Linked DNA regions of Mus musculus: region 1 is linked to region 2. The links are chromatin contacts, called in public Hi-C maps. All regions are on one chromosome and are shown on one strand. Each heading gives the region's core, a stretch centred on a gene start, on an enhancer-like site or on the middle of the called end of the contact. The rest is flanking DNA. Distances are from core to core; before and after follow the strand shown. Region 1 has its middle 19 kb from the start of Cdon. Region 2 holds the start of St3gal4 (ST3 beta-galactoside alpha-2,3-sialyltransferase 4).

Evidence for each region. A called contact is a pair of places that touch in the nucleus more often than the background predicts.
Region 1: a contact with region 2 is called in a Hi-C map of CD8 T cells, with 1.7 times the contacts expected there. The contact joins the enhancer-like site here to the promoter of St3gal4 in region 2. A contact is called at or near these places in 6 of 39 promoter capture datasets (the C10 cell line, the HPC-7 cell line, embryonic stem cells and 3 more), 11 of 484 Hi-C or Micro-C datasets (CD4 T cells, CD8 T cells, Th1 cells and 5 more), 6 of 115 datasets of contacts at active chromatin or transcription factors (effector CD8 T cells, embryonic stem cells, memory CD8 T cells and 3 more) and 1 of 9 other capture datasets (adipose tissue).

What each region holds. Positions count from the first base shown.
Region 1 is chr9:35,431,618-35,435,460 of GRCm38.p6, reverse strand. It overlaps a transcript of Cdon not described here. Among named protein-coding and RNA genes, the nearest start is that of Cdon, 19 kb to the left of the region's middle. Within about 2 kb of position 2,315, at least 11 of the 459 cell types and tissues checked have an H3K27ac peak or open chromatin away from gene starts, as enhancers often do. A contact at or near this core is called in CD8 T cells and regulatory T cells, where this site is marked.
Region 2 is chr9:35,114,834-35,118,810 of GRCm38.p6, reverse strand. It overlaps St3gal4 (ST3 beta-galactoside alpha-2,3-sialyltransferase 4), which reads left to right and starts at 1,947. Exons shown (of 11, transcript NM_009178.4): 1 at 1,947-2,113. It overlaps 4930581F22Rik (RIKEN cDNA 4930581F22 gene), which reads right to left and starts at 2,083. Exons shown (of 6, transcript NR_029475.1): 1 at 1,971-2,083; 2 at 465-1,442. LOC115487216 (a long non-coding RNA gene) reads left to right here. Exons shown (of 3, transcript XR_003948311.1): 3 at 1,523-1,611.

The DNA of each region.
Region 1 (3,843 bases), core at 1,066-3,565, 320 kb before region 2:
CATAACCAAGAGATGAGAAGCAAAGTTTGGTCCCAATATCACCACTCACATTTTACAGAGAATACCAGAGAATAACCAGTAAGATCAGAGGCAGAACATAGCAATCTAGAGATTGTATTTGTGCTACAACCAAACAATAAAGAGAAAAAAAAAATAACTTTACTTCTCACATGTCTCCTTTGCATTTGCTTTTACTGTAACAGGGAGAGCCTTTGAAGCTTCACACTCCGCCCAGACAATATTGTAAATGAATGAACATCCAAGTGGTTCCCCTGCTCCAAAGAAAAGGTTAGAAAGCTGGGGTCCAGGCAGGGACATAAAATACAAGACATTGACTGAGGAGTTGATTTCAGCTTAGCAAAATCCATTTCAGTGTTTCCTGTGAGGTCCATCGACTCTAGGATGTAGAAATTGTGGCTTAGAATTATCAACGGCAAAAGAAAGACTCAGAATTTTAACAATTTTCATCTACCAAGGACATACACATTGACCTAAAATAAGTCTTTAAAAGAAAGCTAGAAATTTCAAATAATACTTTGCCGGCACTCAGTAGGGAGAGTTTGAATGGCTACCTGACTCTGAGCTGGGTTACAACTTTTACATCTGATATCAGTGCTCATAGATGGCCTTCATGATGTCCTTGCTCACAAAAACTCTATCTCACGCATTTCTGATAAGCAGAGAGGCAGAAAAGGCAGCCGTGAGATGCTGTGTAAAGTAGAAAGGGCTCTGTTGAGATTATTTAAGAAGTGATGGTCAGCATCAGAAACACAGGGAAGGAGAAAGGTATTCTATATAAGGAGTAAAAAGAACCACAATACAAGAGTTTGCAATTGCTCATCAGGGGTCCTGAGGACAGGGTGTCTATGACTCCTCTTGGGCCTGTCTGTGCGTGCAATGACCAGACTAGGTCAGTACCTCTCCTTCCCTATCTCCTGGAGGCACCATTCTTAGGAGTCTGCAGGGCACCCCAACAGACAAGAGCCTTGCTCTGCAAAAGCAATGCTTCACTCCTTTGTCCCAGTCTTATGTATTGTCAGATTCCCCGAGTGCACAGGCTGCGTTCACTCTAGGTGACCTGAGACACAAAAGATGCTAGTAGTTTTCAGTGAGTTAGAAAGAACTTTTATAAGCAAGTGGGGATCTTGTTTGCCTACTAAATGTTAAAGTCCACTCCCACCCCCAGCCCCCAAAACCCTCACATTTCAACATAAAGAAAAAAAAAAGAACCGTATTTGTACAAGAACTGCTCAGAACAGTTTCTCACTCTGGGTTGCTGAAGAGCTATAGAATTTTAGTATGTGTGACCTTCTTGTTTTGGTTCCATGCCTGCTAAAATCTATAATTCCAACTAGTGAAATATGCTCTCTCAACTCTGTGTGTGTGTGTGTGTGTGTGTGTGTGTGTGTACAGCTAGCTAAGAAAACAAGAAATTAACCAAATGTTAGTTTCTGCTTATGGGGCTAACCACTTCCTTATCTTTCCCCTAGTAATCTACTATATTGAGAAGAAAAATCTCAAATTAAGAAGTAACACACTGAGAGGCTCCTTCAAATAATCTTTATGATCATTTCCAAGGGCATGGGAGGTAAGTTCACATTTAAGAAGCCCACTTTGGGGGTTAACTAAAATATTCCTATTAACATAAGTAATATACACATAGTCAAATCCCTGAGCTAAAATTTATTTGATGCCACAAAGGCTTGATAGCAAACCTCTGCAAGCTGCACTGTATAATTTAAAACCCCACTGTGGCCGCTGTCATAGCAACAAATGGGAAATTATTCTAAGACCTAACCACTATGACAATAGTTCTTTTTAAAATACATCCTCAAACACAAAAGAAATAACAAATCATGACAATTGTGTTTGCTAGCTTAATAGGAAACCGTGGCTAACAACCAGGGTTACAATGACTCAAAATTAACTTTAGCTAGCCAGGAAATCCAGAAAAAAAAAAAAGAATTTAACTCAAATACATGATGAAATTTATATGAAAGACCCATAGATAATGATAGTCAGAGCAAGATTAATAAAATTTATTTTCTGGGCAAAATCCAACTAAAATACAAAATAATTTAAAATATGGTAACTAGAGCTTAGAACCAGGACTGGGGAGAAAATGGATCTGTTTTATTTTTGTTATAGCCTCAAAAGGGATTTGTGTTGTCTTTTTTTTTTCTTGATAGTTTCTTTATTTGCATTTCAAATGTCATCCCCTTTCCTGGTCCCCCCACTCCAGGAAACACCCTATTCCATCCCCCATACCCCTGCTTCAATGAGGGTATTCCCCCACCCACCTACTCCCACCTCCCTGCCCCGGCATTCCCCTACACTGGGGCATCAAATCTTCACAGGACCAAGGGCCATCTCTCCTCCCAATAATGCCTGACAAGGCCATCCTCTGTTACATATGCAGCTGGAGCCATGTGTATTTCTCAGTTGGCAGTTTAGTCCCTGGGAGTTCTGGGGGGCGAGGGAGGGGTCTGGTTGGTTCATATTGTTGTTCCTCCTAAGGGGCTGCAAACCCCTTCAGCTGGCTCTAACACCTCCACTGGGGACCCTGCGCTCAGTCCAATGGTTGGCTGGGAGCATCTGCCTCTGTATTTGTCAGGCTCTGGCAGAGCCTCTCAGGAGACAGCTATATCAGGCTCCTGTCAACAAGCACTTCTTGGCATCCACAATAGTGTCTGGGTTTGGTGACTGTATATGGGATGGATCCCCAGGTGGGGCAGTCTCTGGATGGCCTTCCCTTCAGTCTCTGCTCTACATTTTGTATTTGCTTCCATGAGTATTTTGTGTTGTCTTTTAAATATTTTTCAATAACTATAAATAAAACTACACTGGTTTAGAAATGAGAGAAAATCCAATCAGAATGTAGCTGGAAAATATGTTTCAGAGATGCACATGTGTAGAATTGAGTTAGGAAGACACTTAATCTACCCACACCATCTCAGCAAAACTGTGTGCTTCTCAAAACAGTGTGCACTTCCTTCTTCAAGAGCATCTAAGGCTTTAAGGAAAACTAGAACATCTCCTTTAAAATGGAATCTTAGAGCCCCCAGGAATCCCACCACTCAGGAGAAGGTGGGGGAACTGCCCCAAGTCAAAGGCTAGCCTGCTCATACAACAAGATCCTGTCCCAAAAATAACTGGCCAATGGTTCGGTCAGTAGAGGTGTTTGTACACAGGCCTGAAGACCTGAGTTCAATCCTAGATCCCACAAGGTAGGAGATAATAGTTGCCCTCTGCCTCATGGCATGCCGCAGACACGGCTCCTACATAACTGCGCACACAGACACAGAAACAGACATGCACCACTCACATGCCCACCTAATAAACACTGTGATAATAAAATAATAAAATGGCAGTCGCTCAGTAGGCTGTAACTGTGAGGTAAGTCATGGCCTCCGCACAGTAGTGAGTCTTCAGTGGGGTGCCAGCCAAGTTTTTAGAAGTTATTAAGAACCTAAACGTTTCTTCTTGGGGTTTTCTAGTCCCTAGGTCGACTGGAGCTAACGTTCAGATGCTAGGATACCAACAACTGGAAATCATCTCCATCCCTGCGCCCAGCCTTCCCTTCTCCACACCCTGCCACATGCACCAAATGCCGTCAAGTTGCCAGCTACATATGGTCTGTCTGTCAATCCATGAAGAGGAACCCGTTTTACGAGTGTGGGTTCCTGGGGCTCCTGTCCTGCCCTCCTCATCGCCATCAAGACGGGAACATGGGTACTGACTGATAAGTCCTTCGGTTCCAGCTAAAACCATTCACTCCCTAGACCTTCCACCTGTGACTCACCATGTTGTTATTTTGTTATACACACTCCCTGAGGCCAAAAT
Region 2 (3,977 bases), core at 698-3,197:
AGGGTGAGGCAGGAGGATCACAAGTTCTAGGTCAGCCTGGGTTACTTAGTGGGATTTTTTTTTTCCCCTAAGGGGTGCTGGTGGAGGAAGAAGAAAGTGCAAGAGACAAGTCATAAACACATAGTAAGATAAAGTGGATGATGGGGGCTAGGATAGGCTTGACGCTGTGCTTCTGAGTGCATGCATGTTATATGTTTAAAAGGCATTTGTCTGCATGTTTATTGAGCACATATATATCATATGGTGATTTCAGGACAAGTTCCCCTCCATTGTCTCATTCAATACTAATAATGCTCTTTGAATAAGCTCAGTTATTTCCACTGATCTTTTTTTTCCCCCCCATTAAGAAAAGGAAAGCTATTTAGTGGCAGAAGCAGGATTAGGACTCAAGTCTCTAGGCTCAAAAGAAAGAAGAAAAAAAAAGCTGATTCTTAAGCTCAATTTTATGGTAGAAGGATTTTTACCTTTAGCAAGAACTTGTCTTTGTACCTAGTTTGGTGAAGACTTATCCAGGTTTGGAGGCCGGGCAACTGTTTCTTGAATCAACTTGCCAGACATATTTCAGTTGTTCTTTCTCCCCGAGCAGTTTTTCTTTTGCCTTCTTCTTTTTCCCTTGCCAAACACAGAGACATAGTCATTGTATTGTCTATTCCCAGCTTAGCTCCAGACCAGGACATGAAATGTAATAAATATTTGTTGAGTGACTAGGTGACTGTCAGGCCAAAGGTACCATTCAAATAAAACTAGGTTTTGGTGAGCTGCCAAAGAGCTTCCACCTATGCAAGGTATAATTCAGATGGAAACAGCCGGAATGGAAGAAGCTGGAGGCCACCTCTTCGTTTTGTTGTGAATTGGAGAGTCCCAACACATGAGACCTCCAGCTTCCCCTGACGATGACTTTAAACTCCGTTAAAACCCTGGGCACTTACTGTCAGTTATTCACATCTTACTTACACTTAGTCACATCCTGTGCCGCCTGTTTCTTGATGGGAGTCCAGCACAACACCCGCCACCCCTTCTCTGCAACTAGATAGCAAGCTTCCGGGGGAAGGGGGACTGGATCTAATACTTTCCTTGTAGCCCCAGGGTGCTCAAGCTAGGAACTGGGTAACACTGTGCTGACTCCTGAAATGGACAGTCCTGCAGGGTGGTTTCTGCACTGTTTGCAGTCCAGGCAATTCTAGAGCCCACGGCATCAGGGTTAAAGGCTTGAAGGGGTTTCCTCTGGAGACAGGATGCCTGGCGCCTTCAGCAAGAACGGAAACTGAGAAGTTATCCAAGGCTAAGAGAGGGTATGCAAAGGAGGAAGAGCTAAGGGAGCAGTTTGGGGCGCATAGGCCGGCCTGGGGCAGAGAAAAGGCTCGTCAATTTAGGTCACCTGACTGCCATGAGGGCATGGGAGGATATTGGAAGGATGGACTTCTATTCCTGTTCTTGAGTTTCTGTAGAGAGAAAAGGATACTTTTTTTTTTTTTAACCGCGCGGGGACAGCAAAGAAGCCTTTCTTGGTTATTGTTTCCAGGAGAGCGTGGGATCAGTGCTAGAGGCAACGTTGGGCATACTCATCTTGGAGCCATTCACAGGCAGCGCTTGCCCTGGGTTTGCCCTCACCCGATCCAGCCTCCCGCACCCCGGCCGTCTCTCTCCAGGCCAGGGAGGCCTCCAGGCCAACCCCAGTCTCCCCGCGGCCTCACACCCTCGCCCTCCTTCCTCTGCGCCCTCCCTCCCTCCTTACTCCCTCCTTTCTCTGCGTCCTCCCTCCTTCGGCGCGCCCTCCCTCCTCGATGCCCTCCCTCCCTTCTTAGCTCCCTCCTTTCTCCGCGCCCTCCCTCTCTCGGTGCGCCCTCCCTCCAGCGCGGCGTTCGCGGCTGTCGGCTTCCCGACCGTGTGCGCAAGCGTGTCCGGCCCCTTCCCCGCCCCCCGCCCCCCGCCCAAGCCCTGGCCCCCGCCTCCCCTTCAGGCGGACTTGCCCGCTCCCAGGCCGGCCCCGCTCCCGGGACAGGGACCGGGCCGAGCGGAGCCACTGCGCCAGTGCTGCCCCGCCAGTCGGGGCGCCTAACGGATCGGAGCTGCGCGCGGATTTACCTCGCCCCGCCCCGCTCCACCCGCGAGGGTGAGTACGCGGCAGCCGGGCTCTGGGGCCCCGCGGCGGAGGGCGGGGAGTGACGGGGCTGCGAGGCTGCAGCCTCCCGCCACGGCTCGGAGAGGTGGTCGGGGGGCCCCGCACGTGGACGCCACGCTGCACGGGGTTGGTGTAGGGTGGCCACAGCCCTGGGGAGCTGGGTCCCTTGCTTGGACTAGATTTTCGCGGGAAGCCTGACTTGTCTCGCTCTCTAGGAGTGAGTGAGCAGGACAATCCTCCGGAAAGTTTCTAACCCCCAACCCTGTCGCTCTTGCGTCCTAGCTGAATGGGTGACTATCACCTCTAGCATCCTCCGAAGTCAGGACGTGTGGGCTGGCTTTGCTAGAGGTGACAAGTTTTGCAGGGTCTGCCTGTGTGCTGGAGTTGCAAGGTCGCTGAGGCAAAGCCCAAAGGTGGGCTTGCCAAATTGCAGGGTGGCTGTGTCCAGGGATTAGGGGGGGTCTTTGGGCCAACTGTGCTTCAAAGTTGCCTGGGTAATGGGCAGTGAGAAGGCCTAGGATAAGACTGAGAAGTTAACCTAGAGCTGGGGCAGAACCCTTGTCTATGTCTGTTCTAGGTGCCTCTCTGAGACCCTTGCTGGCTGAGACCTATGGGCAGCCCCGAGATGCCAACGTGTCTTGTACCACTGCCATTCCTCCCAGACCGAGGGGTAGACTTTCTGGTTTATGAGTCTGATCTACTCTGTTCTCTGTCCTCTAGGCTAGATCCTCCCCCCCCCCTCCCCCCGGTCAGGCTTAAAAGGCTAGTCTGGGTTTGAATAGTACCACAGTGATAGTTGTCTCTCACAAGGGGCACACACCAATACCACAGGGCAGGGTCAGTGCTACAGATCCCACTTGGCCCCTCCAGGCCTCTCTACCCAGGGGGTTGTAAACGAATTGATATGTGTAAGTATCAGGGGTACAGAGGGAATGTTGTGAGTTTGCTAGTGAAACACCATCCATAACCTTACTTTCCCAGGCACCCCTAGAGTGCTACCTAGGAGGTGCCAGTCACTTAGGGCCTCAGAAATAACTGGACATGTTTTGTTCTGTTGGGAGTTGGTCTGCAAACATCCTTTGAGAAAACTGACACCGCTCGGCTTCCTCAAACTTATTCTGCCTCTGCCCTACTCTGAGCATCCCCTATGGCCTGTCCTGTTGCATAGGGGAAGGCATCTTTGGCTGCTTACTGAACCCTGGGCCTCACCTCCCACTCATTTCACCCTCCTCAACACATCCGATCCCCCAGCCCCACTACAGCAAGCCAGGAGTTGGGCCAGTCCCCAAAGATTTCAAGGTGATGATGGAGATAAAGAGAGGTATGCAGGCAGAAGTCATAAAAGTAAATTAGGGACTGGGGGTGTGGTTCAGTGACAGACGGAGCTGCCTACAATCCCAGTACTGGGGGGGGGGGCGGCGGGGGGGGGGGAGGACGGACAACGACACAAGGAATGCAGTTGGTAAAGTGTTTACCTGTCATAAACTCTTTAAACTTGATCTCTTAACATTGCCTAAACATATTGTGGTGGTACCTATTTATAATCCCAGCACTCTGGAAATGTTATGCCAGCATTTTGACTGTAGATCATCCAGGTCATCTTCTGTTCTATGTGGAGTTTGAGGCCAACCTGAGCTACATGAGACCCTGTCTTAATAAGCCCCTTCTGGAGTTATTCTCCAAGGTTATTCTGGGATTATATCTCTCCAAGATAGAGCACTACCTTGCTATCTAAGATGGTTAAGAGCACTGAGTGGTTTTACAGGGGACTCAGGCTCAATTCCCAAGTACCCATATAGTGACTAATTCCAGTTCCAGGGGATCTGACCCCCTCTTCTGGTTGCCACAGGCTCAG